2 separate regions of the Macaca mulatta genome follow, and region 1 is linked to region 2. The links are chromatin contacts, called in public Hi-C maps. All regions are on one chromosome and are shown on one strand. The core of a region is the stretch at or near the end of the contact, and the rest is flanking DNA. Distances in the headings are between cores, read along the strand shown.

What was found. Hi-C and Micro-C count contacts between places; a contact is called where the count stands out from the background.
Region 1: a Hi-C map of fetal cortex germinal zone shows a contact between it and region 2, with 4 times the contacts expected there. The contact joins the promoter of MRFAP1 here to the promoter of MRFAP1L1 in region 2. A contact is called at or near these places in 6 of 14 Hi-C or Micro-C datasets (CD4 T cells, blood, cortical neurons and 3 more).

What each region holds. Positions count from the first base shown.
Region 1 is chr5:6,394,182-6,400,181 of T2T-MMU8v2.0, reverse strand. It overlaps MRFAP1 (Morf4 family associated protein 1), which reads left to right and starts at 4,254. Exons shown (of 2, transcript NM_001193938.2): 1 at 4,254-4,340; 2 at 4,460-5,286. The coding sequence starts at 4,495. The coding sequence ends at 4,878.
Region 2 is chr5:6,327,028-6,332,275 of T2T-MMU8v2.0, reverse strand. It overlaps MRFAP1L1 (Morf4 family associated protein 1 like 1), which reads right to left and starts at 3,535. Exons shown (of 1, transcript NM_001193928.1): 1 at 1,351-3,535. The coding sequence starts at 3,285. The coding sequence ends at 2,902.

The DNA.
Region 1 (6,000 bases), core at 3,005-5,504, 67 kb before region 2:
TGAGATTACGGGCATGAACCACTGCGCCTGGCCAAAACACAGTTCTAATAATTTATGGATCAAAAAATTATAATTGGAATAAAAGTACACTTAGAACTAAATAATGAAAATGCCAGTATCAAAAGTTGTGTGATGCAGCTAAAGTCATGCTTGATGGGAATTTAAGATCTTAAATGCTACGTTAGAAAAAAAGAAACCATTAATGAGTTGAGTTTCACCTAGGAAATTTTAAAAAGAGCACAGAATAAATCAAAGAAAGTAGAAAGGAGATAATAAAGATAAGAACAGAAATTAATAAGAGAGTTTGGGCACAGTGGCTCACTCCTGTAATCCCAACACTTTGGGAGGCCGAGGCGAGCGGATTGCTTGAGGTCAGGAGTTCAAAACCAGCCAGGCCAACATGACAAAACCCCATCTCTACTAAAAATACAAAAATTAGCTAGGCATGGTGGTGGGCGCCTGTAATCCCAGCCACAGGAGGCTGAAGCAGAAGAACTGCTTGACCCGGGAGGCAGAGGTTGCAGTGAGCCGAGATCACACCACTGCACTCCAGCCTGGGCGACTAAGTGAAACTCCGTTTCAAAAAAAGAAAAAGAGAAAGAAAAAATTCAAAAGAAATAAATAAAAGAGAAAACAAAGAAACGCTAGTGATCAGCCCCCAAATGCATGTTGTGCACCTGGCATTTCTGCCCTGCACAAGAACACCTGGAGGAGTGGGGCCCAATTTAACCTCATCCCAGGGAAGAAACGCTGTTTTTCAACTTGTGGATGAGTTCATTTGTTTTTTTGGTGGGTTTATTTCCTCCCATTTAAATAAACTTTAAAGCAGTTTTTGGTTCACAGCAGAAAGTATAGAGAGCTCCCATACAACATCTGTCCCCCAACCTGCATACCCTCCCCCTTCCCATCAACATCTCCCACACAGTGGTGAGTTTGTTGCAACTGATGCATCCATATTAATGCATCATAATCACCTAAAGTCCTTAGCTTACATAAAGGCTCACTCTCAATGCTGTACATTCTATGGGTTTGGATGAATGTATAATGACATGTGTCTACCGTTATGGTATTATACAGAGTAGTTTCACCACTGCCCTAAAAATCTTGTGCCCCCCGCCATTCATCCCTCCCAATCCACCTGACTACTGATCTTTTTATCATCTCCAAAGTTTTACCTTTCCTAGAATGTCATACAGGTAGAACTATACAATATGGAGTCTTTTCAGATTGACTTCTTTCACTTAAGTAATATGCATTTAAGTTTCCTCCATGTCTTTTCATGGCTTGATACCACATTTCTTTTTAATGCTAATTAATATTCCACTGTCTGGATGTACCACAGTTTTTGTATCCATTCACCTATGTAAGAACATCTAGATTGCTTCCAAGTTTTGTCAACTACAATGAAAGCTGGTAGAAACATCCCCCTGCAGATTTTTGTGTCAGCCTAAGTTTCCAACTCATTTGGATAAATACCAAGGAATGTGATTGCTGGATTCTATTGTAAGAATATGGTTTAGTTTTGTAAGAAACTACTAAACTGTCTTCCAAAATGGCAGCATAATTTTGCATTCCCACAAGCAAGGAATAAAAGTTCCTGTTGAAGCCGGGCGCAGTGGCTCACGCCTGTAATCCCAGCACTTTGGGAGGCCAAGGCGGGCGGATCATGAGGTCAGGAGATCGAGACCATCCTGGCGAACACGGTGAAACCCCGTCTGTACTAAAAATACAAAAAAAATTAGCTGGGCATGGTGGCGGGTGCCTGTCGTCCCAACTACTCAGGAGGCTGAGGCAGGAGAATGGCAACAACCCAGGGGGCAGAGCTTGCAGTGAGTGGAGATCGCGCCACTGCACTCCAGCCTGGGTGACAGAGCTGAGACTCCATCTCAAAAACAAACAAACAAAAACTAAAAACGTTCCTGTTGATCCGAGCCCTCAACAGCATTTGGTGTTGTAGGTGTTCTGGATTTTGACTATTCTAATAGGTGCTTAGTAGTATCGCATTTTTGTCTGAGTCACTTATTTTTATTCATATAAAAAGTGTATGAGCTAGCTGTCTCTGATATATCAAGTGTGAACCCCAAATATCTAAGACAGGCATCAGTCAATTAAGAAAGTTTATTTTGGCCAAAGTTAAGGATGTGTGTCCGTGATGCAGCCTCAGGAGGTCCTGAAGACATGTGCCCAAGGTGGTCGGGCACAGCTTGGTTTTATACATTTTAGGGAGATATGAGACGTCGATCAATATATGTAAGGTATACATTGGTTCCGTCTAGAAAGGTGGGACATCTCGAAGCAGGGAGGGGACTTCCGGGTCATAGGTCGATAAGAGACAAACGGTTGCATTCTTTTGAGTTTCTGATTGGCCTTTCCAAAGGAGGCAGTCAGAGATGCATCTATCTCAGTGACCAGAGGGGTGGCTTTGAGTTCTGCCAGTTGTCCACAAGGAATTTCCTTGTGAGGGAGGTATGTAGCTTTTTAATCTTAGTAGCTATCTTTTTTAGGAATAGAATGGGAGGCAGGTTTGCCTGATGCAGTTCCCAGCTTGACTTTCCCCTTTGGCTTAGTGATTTTGGGGTCCCGAGATTTATTTTCCTTTCACACAAGTAAACCCAAAAGTTGAGTTTTTACAAGATCAACCAAAATATTAAGAACCTGAGAAAAGTCTAAACATACACTTTCGTTTCTCTGAATCCTTAATTCTGCTATAGTCAAAACTGTGATGTGTCCCTTTAACTAGAAAATGAAAGCCAAATCCATGGGATTTATGCAAGCTGGATTTCTGAAAAGTTTATTGCTGTCTGGGAATGGGACAACAAGCTAGGAAATTAACATATCTCTCCTCATTCTGTGTTGAGTGGATGTTAAGGCAAGTTTACCAATATGCGCCAAGCTCTGCCCAGGGCGTTAGGGTATTAGGGCCACAGAGCTAAGACCCCAAAGAGCCCAGGATCCAGTGGAAGGGCTCAGAGGCGGTGGACAGCGCCTTGCACCACGCACTAAACATGGGTCTGCTGGGGCCTCAGGACGGAGCAGCCAGGCTCCACCTTGGGGTGTGGGGAGGCCGGTTTGGTGAAAAGACACCCAGACCCTTCTGACTCTCATCCAAGGAAGAAGGAAAACTCTTTAAAAAGGCAGTGAGGGCCGGGCGCACGGCTCATGCCTGTAATCCCTGCACTTTGGGAGGCCCGAAGTGGAAGGATCACTTGAGGCCAGGAGTTCAAGGCTGCAGTGAGCCATGATCCCACCAGTGGACTCCAGCCTGGGTGACAGAGAGAGACCCTGCCTCAAAAAAAACAAAAACAAACAAACAAACAAACAAAAACAAAAAAAGAAAACACCTTTTCAAATAATAATAAGTAAATAAAATGGCTGAGGGGGCTCAGGTCCCCCTGCGTGAGAGGAAGGGGCTTTAAGCGTCCAGCGGGGGTCGCTGCATTATCACGAAGGATCCTCCTCTTCTAGTGTGGAAGGCCCTTTTAAATTTTCATTTATATTTTATTTATTTTGCAACGGTGTTTCACTCTGATGCGCAGGCTGGAGAGCAGTGGCGCGATCTGGGCTCACTGCAACCTCCGACTCCCGTTTTCAAACGATTGTCTCAGCCTCCCAAGCAGCTGGGATTACAGGCAAGCAACACCACGCCCGGCTAATTTTTGTATTTTTGGTAGAGACGGGGTCTCCCCATGTTGGCCAGGCTGGTCTCGAATTCCCAACCTCAAGCCATCCACCCACCTCGGCCTCGCAACGTGCTGAGATTACAGGCGTGAGCCACCGCACCCGGGAAGTGTGGGAGGTCTTTTTTTAAAATGTAAACTCACCGGTGAAACCCCGTCTCTACCAAAAATACAAAAAATTAGTCCGGCGCGGTGGCGGACGCCTGTAATCCGAACGCTGAGGCAGGAGAATGGTGTGAACGCAGGAGGCGGAGCTTGCAGTGAGCCGAGACCGCGCCACTGCACTCCAGCCTGGGCTACAGAGCCAGACTCCATCTCAAAAAAAAAAAAAAAAAAAGTAAACTCGCGTGCCCGAGAAGCCCTCTAGGAGGGAAACACCCAGAAGAGGTCACCCTCCAAACACACAGTAGAAAAATGGTGACGCACGGAGGTAAGGGGAAGGCGGGAACGAGCGAGAGCGTGCGGGCTTGTGCCCGCGCGTGCCTGCGTGCGCGTCCGTGCGGCCGCGACGGTGCCCCCGGCGCCTCTCTTTCTAGACGTGCGCGCGCCCGCAGCTCGCCCCCCCTGACCGTAAAGAGGCCCGGCTGTGTCGTGAAAGGGGCCGCAACGCGCAGAGCGCTGGTTGACGGCTGGGACTCCATTTTGTTCGCCGTTACTCTACGCGTAAGTTGCTTCTCCGTGGCTTCTCTGAGGAGAAAAGTTGAAAAAGGGTAAAAGTTTTCAGGAATATTCGGGCTCTCTGTTGCTAAGCATAGCGAGTGTCGGTTTTCTCTCTCCAACAGACATCGCTACTGCGGTTCCGAGGCAGTGGGAAGAGATGCGGCCCCTGGACATCGTCGAGCTGGCGGAACCGGAGGAAGTGGAGGTGCTGGAGCCCGAGGAGGATTTCGAGCAGTTTCTGCTCCCGGTCATCAACGAGATGCGCGAGGACATCGCGTCGCTGACGCGCGAGCACGGGCGGGCGTACCTGCGGAACCGGAGCAAGCTGTGGGAGATGGACAATATGCTCATCCAGATCAAAACGCAGGTGGAGGCCTCGGAGGAGAGCGCGCTCAACCACCTCCAGAACCCGGGCGACGCGGCCGAGGGCCGGGCGGCCAAGAGGTGCGAGAAGGCCGAGGAGAAGGCCAAGGAGATCGCGAAGATGGCAGAGATGCTGGTGGAGCTGGTCCGGCGGATAGAGAAGAGCGAGTCGTCGTGAGCGCGGTCGGCGGTAAGTCGGGCACCCGCGCCGGGCAGAGGAGCGGCGCCAGCTTGGCTGCTCCTGGAGAGCGACGATTTCATCAAGATGCACCGGGATCGGGGGTGGGGCGGGAGAATAAAGGCGTGCTCGGGTCAGGGCGGATCTGGGCCCCGTCTTCGTGTTTTGTGTTTTGACGGTGGCGGCGTGGGATAATCAGAGTGGCCGGGTTTGGGCGTGATGCGTGTTCAGTGGAAGGTTCATAAATCTCAGAGTCGCCAAGGAAACAGAAAGGGACGAGGTCCCGGGCCATCCAGCAAGCGGGGGTGGAAATAGAGGATTTTCGGGGAAGGCGTTGGACAAGTCAACATTGCTAGAGACTGGAGGGAGTCAGGTGGTGGCCAGAAGAGGCGGCGTCCTGCACGGTGGTGGTCGTGAGGGTTTGGGGGTCGTTGTGCCCGGGATTAATCTCTCGATGATGAATTTCTTCTCATTGTGCTTTAGGTTGACAGCCAATGGATTCTGGTCAACTGGTGGAGATTGGCTGACACCCTGGAGAAACCGAAACCAGAGAGCCTTTTGTTTTCTCTTTTTTCCTCTGTCTATTGCTCTGTCTCACTTAACACTACGTTTTCTGCTATGGTCTGTGGTTGATGACCTCAATATGAGTTTCGATTGTTACGTGTTTTTGTTTGGAAAGTGATTTTGTTTGAAAATGCTCTCACATACAGGAATTAGGGCCTAGATTGTAAGCTCTTGCAGCAGTCACATCTGTTCCCGGGCTTTGGTGGTTATTTCTAAAGTTTTGAGGTGCTTTGCTCTTTCTTGTGTGACCTGATAGCTCCCTGGAACTTTGGGTCTCTGTGTGTGACACATGAGACTCACAGTTGGAGTTCTCCAGCTCTGGAGGTGCTGAAGGAGCTGCATTAATTCTGGAAGACGACTCCGTGCAGCAACTACTGAAGAAAGGACCAGACTTCAACGGGGAGTGCGGATGGGCCGACCTGGCTGGGACTCGTGAATCTGGAGAAGAGCTGGAGAATGGATAGTATTGTCTGTGATTGGAGACTTAATTTCTGTGTGAGACCAAAGGAGGAGAGATGTATTTTGTTCAAAGTTTAAATTTTATGTGGTACACTATCT
Region 2 (5,248 bases), core at 2,286-4,785:
TATAGCCCACACTCACATTAATCCATACCCAGTCTTGAGTAATCTTTCTTTTTTTTTTTTTTTTTTTTTTTTTTTTTTTTTTTTTTTTTTTTTTGAGACGGAGTCTCGCTGTGTCGCCCAGGCTGGAGTGCAGTGGCCGGATCTCAGCTCACTGCAAGCTCCGCCTCCCGGGTTTGCGCCATTCTCCTGCCTCAGCCTCCCGAGTAGCTGGGACTACAGGCGCCCGCCACCTCGCCCGGCTAGTTTTTTTATATTTTTAGTAGAGACGGGGTTTCACCATGTTAGCCAGGATGGTCTCGATCTGCTGACCTTGTGATCCGCCCGTCTCGGCCTCCCAAAGTGCTGGGATTACAGGCTTGAGCCACCGCGCCCGGCCGAGTAATCTTTCTAAACTACAGATGTGACAGCCATTCCCCTGATTATCAGAAAGTATGGCTCCCCAGCCGTACTTCTCGTTTTTACTGAAAACAGACAGGCAGGCACATGAGCAAGGATCTTAGACATCACGACAAAGCCGGAAACAGCTTCTGTGATTTTTCTGTGCTCAGGTACTTGATTTTTAAAATGCCTATTTTACACATTAATCCAAAACGTGTATCTGAGCTTATTACGATCATGTATCTATTTTTATGAAATTAGATGTAGTAATTCTGGAAACTGTACCATGCCTACGCTATGGCTCTGAGCATCCACTAGCACTCTGTGAGAAAACATGCCAGGGTGAAGAAACCTCACTCAAGTACAGGTTTATGAAGATGAACTAATTCCTTAACGAAGATCTCTTGGCCCTGCCTGCCAGTTTCACTCTGTCTCCCACAACCCCCTCCATGCTCCTTAACATCCAGCTCACTGGCCGTCTCCCCAGTGCTGGAACTCAAAAGGCTTTTGCTCACTTTGATCCTTATGCCTTATATGTCTTCATTCATTTCTACTTTTCAGGCCCAGGTAAGTCACCTGCTCTGAATTCACACACTTCCCTACTAAGAGTTGACTCCCTCCTCAGGGCTCCCACATGATATCCACACACTCTATATCGCAATTCCTTGTTTCCATTTCTGTCCCACACCTTCGTCCCATCCACGTCTCACCTTTATGTTCCTAGTGCCTTGGATAAGATATGAAGCACGTTACATTCCCACTGGTTGACTAAACACACTTCTGCTGCTGAAAAGCAGGGGCTTGGCCCAGAGGATAGCCGAAAAGTTTTTCTCTTCAGAACTGAGTGTTCCGTCAGCTCATCTCCACAGCACCTTCCAGAAATAATTCTCCCTCAGTTAAAGGCTGACCAAGAGCCTTTAACTACAAGCAGTTCAACCCCATTTGATGACACTCAGTGAAGAACATCCATTTCAAAAAGATTGATTTATGATTCTTTTATTAACACACACAGGAGGGGCTTTGGTCATGTGAACAAAAAATTTATTTTTTAAAAAAGGCTTTTTAGGTCTTTGTTTTTCAAGGCAAATTAATACTTACTATACGTTTGACTTTGACCTCCAATCTGACAGGTCTACTACCCTGATGAACTGGAAGAGACTTTCCAGGCCCTGATAATGTCTTTTCCTTTCTCTGGCCTCTTAAAGCTCTTTGTAGACTGTCTCTTCGATGCCATTCTCTGATGCCCCTGTAATGTGTGAGGGTATTACGACAGTTCCTAATCAAACTGCCTTGTCATAAAAGGTCAGCTATGTGGTCTAAATCAACTCACCTGACAGGTTACACAATATATATCAGACAATGTGCCACAAAACATAGCTCTCCTCTTTCATCTCACAGAGGAACTAAAGTTCCAAAATATATACAAAACCACCTTCCATCTCCAACTGTCTTCTCGTTCTTCCCAGCTTTATGCAAAGCAGTCTCATTAATACATTCTTCACCAGGCTCAACCAGGCAGCGTAGTATCTTCCACTGCACCTCTAAAGTTGGAAGATTCTGATCCCAAGTCTTGACGTGTTCCCAAAAACGATCAGGTCACAAAGGTAACAGCAAAATACAAGGCCATGCCCAACATTTCAAAAACACAGCGAAGTAACAAGAGTAAACGTGACCACGAAAACAACTTAATTAAGCCCCATTTCTCTTGTGAAAGTATTTCTTCGACAAAAGTTGTATTTCCAGAACCAAACACATTTGATGATCTAAATCCATATCGAGGTCATCAATCACTGACCATAAGGGAGACTGTTACATGGGGGTAAAAAACATACAAAAACAAAACAGAGAAAATGACAAGCTGTTTCAGTTTCCTCAAGGTGTCAGTTCATCCTTACCAGTCGACTACAGTCCTCAGCTGTGAACCTAAAGCACAATTGGGAGAAATTTACCATGAAGACATTGACTCTCAAAGTTCCATATCTTGATGTTAAAAATAAATGTGAACCACCCAGAAGAATGCCACTTCTTTGAGACACGGTCCTCTGACATACCTGTCTCACAGAACAGTCTGGAAATTTCAGGTAATGGCCTCTGGCTTTACTCTTTTATTTCTTTCCCTGCGTTCTCAGCCTGCGTTCCATTGTGCTCCACAGCCTAGGTCTTCTGTGGCTTTCCCCAAACTCCCTTAGTGCCGAGACAGGTCTACTTCCTGGCGACTGCCCTATTAGAACTGACTTACGTTTCACAAAAACAAACCCGAAGTTACTTTTATTTTTCTCTAATTACCAGTGTGGGAGGGAGAGGCCACAAAAAAACGGTATACTAACACCTAACAAAACCAGCACGCATTCTTTCCTCTTGACCCCAACTTTGTTCCCAATGCTCAATTTTTGATGCGATAAAATGGGGGATGCAGGCCTAGAACATAACTTTTTACAGGGCGCGGTTTAACCATGCTTAGGGCGACTACTGAGTTCCATCCAAGCTCCCGCGAGTTTCCGACCTTACCGCCGATTTCCTCCTTCAAGAAGACTCGCTTCTCTCTATTCGCCAGACGAGCTCGACCAGCATCTCTGCCATCTTCGCAATCTCCTTGGCCTTCTCCTCAGCCTTCTCGCACAACTCCGACACTCTCTCGTCGGCTTCGCCACTCGGGTGCTGCACGTGATTGAGGGCGCTCTCCTCCGAGGCCTCTACCTGCGTTTTGATCTGGATGAGCATATTGTCCATCTCCCACAGCTTGCTCCTGGTTCGCAGGTACGCCCGCCCGTGCTCGCGTATAAGAGACGCGATGTCCTCGCGCATCTCGTTGATGACCGGGAGCAGGAACTGCTCGAAATCCTCCTCCGGCTCCAGCACCTCCACTTCCTCAGGCGCTTCCACCTCGTCTATGTCCAGGGGCCGCATCTCCTCCTGCCGCTTCTTCAGTACCGGAGGGGCGTTCTTCTTACCGGAACCCCCCAGGGACTGGAGATCAGCAGTGATTGCTGGAGGCTGAGCCCACACGCTTTGTCAATAGTACTCCCGAATTATCTTTAATTTTTTTCTTCCTTTTAATTGTAAGCCTTTAGCTTTGGAACTCCGTGGGAAGAATCGCCGTGGATACACACAGCAAAGCGACCTGCGAAATGGAGTCGCAGCCGTCAACTCGCCCTCGGCCTTTTTGCGGCCCTTTCACGACAGAGCCGGGCTCCTTTACGGTCACGCCTTCGGCGAGACCCAGTAGCGGGCGCGCGCACGTAAAGGGGTCTCGGGCGCGCGCATGGCTATGGCCGTCAGCTTCCCGGCGCCCCGCCTCGCCCTCTTCTCTAATTTAGATTGGTGGCGGCAGGTTTGTTCGCGTCTTCCCCTAAAGCTTCCCTTCAGAGGGGTTTTACTTTTATTATTATTTTTTTAAAGTAAAAATGACCCTCCCTTCCGCATATTTGAATAAGACTGGCTGGCGTTCACAGCGCTTACTATCTAAGCATGCAGAAGCTTGGATTAATTTATATGAATTCACTTAGCCCTCACAACGAACCTATAAGAGAAGTAAAAACCGGGCTAAAAGTCGTGATTTGAGCTCAAAGCAATGTGGGTCCACAGTCCCTGCTCAGTGTTCTAGAATGGAACTCGTCCCTCTGTCCTCCCCACCCCTGGCTCATACTTTTGTTCTGGGGGGAATTTCGCTCGCTGCCTTGGGTGGTTCTGGCCCGTGATTTTTGGTCTCTCTTCAGAGTCTGTAAGGTCCTCAAGGTAAAGGGCAACTTCTGTTTCAGTTCTGTCCTCCGCCCTTTCCGTCAGCCTGGCGTCAAGCAGGGCCTTAGAGAATGCTTTAGAGAGAGGAATTGCCTAGTACCTAAGTGCCTCTACCAGACTGGAGGCTGTTTGGGGACAGGTTCTGGTCTTGGTCACCTTTATGTCCCTCCACACACAAGACCTGAAAATGAGCAGGGACCTAGTAAATGTGGCTTTGATCGTCAATACGTTTTGATCACCAACCTAATGCCATTGTGGAATGGAAGAAGTCTATTGCTAGGCTTAGTCACCCAGTGCCACACTAGTAGTAATATGAGTGTGTGTAGAGGGGGGATCCTTCTTACACAAGTGCCACAGATCAGAACTTCAGTTTTCCAGTCTGATAAAGACCAATGGCCCCAGCCTGAATATCTGTCAGTGGGAAGAGGGATTTGTAAGATGACGTGTGCGAAACAGTTTTGCAAACACCAACATTCTAGCAGATGTTCATCAAAAGAACATTAAGAGGGAAAGAGCAAGGCACCGTGAAAAAAGATATTTGACTCATGCAGAATATATTGAGAACTCCTACAGATCAAGAAGGAAAAGACAAAATTTTAAAACAGGCAAAAGACATAGGCTGGCACTTCACAAAAGAGAATATCCGAATGGCCAATAAGTATATGAAGAGGTTTTCAACTTCATGATTCAACAGGGAAATGCGGATTAGAAAGCACAACGAGGAAGCACTGTACATCCACTAGAATTACTAAAATTGAAAATACTGACAATACCAAGTATTGGGGAAGATGTGGAACAACTGGAACTCTTATACATTCTTGATGGATGTCTTAGTCTAGTCTGAACACCATAACAAAATACTATAGACTGGGTGGCTTAAACACAGACATTTATCTTCTCACAGTTCTAGAGGCCAGAAGTCCATGATTAACGTGCCAGCAAATCTGGTTTCTGGAGGTGAGGGCTCTCTTCCTGAATTGCAGATGGCCGCCTTCCTGCTGCAGTCCTCACATGATCTCTTCTTTGTGCATGCAGTGTTGTGGGGTACAGGAAGGAGTGCCCTCTTGTGTCTCTTCTTATAAGAACATGAAGCTATAGGATCATGCCCCCACTTGTATGACCTTACTTACTG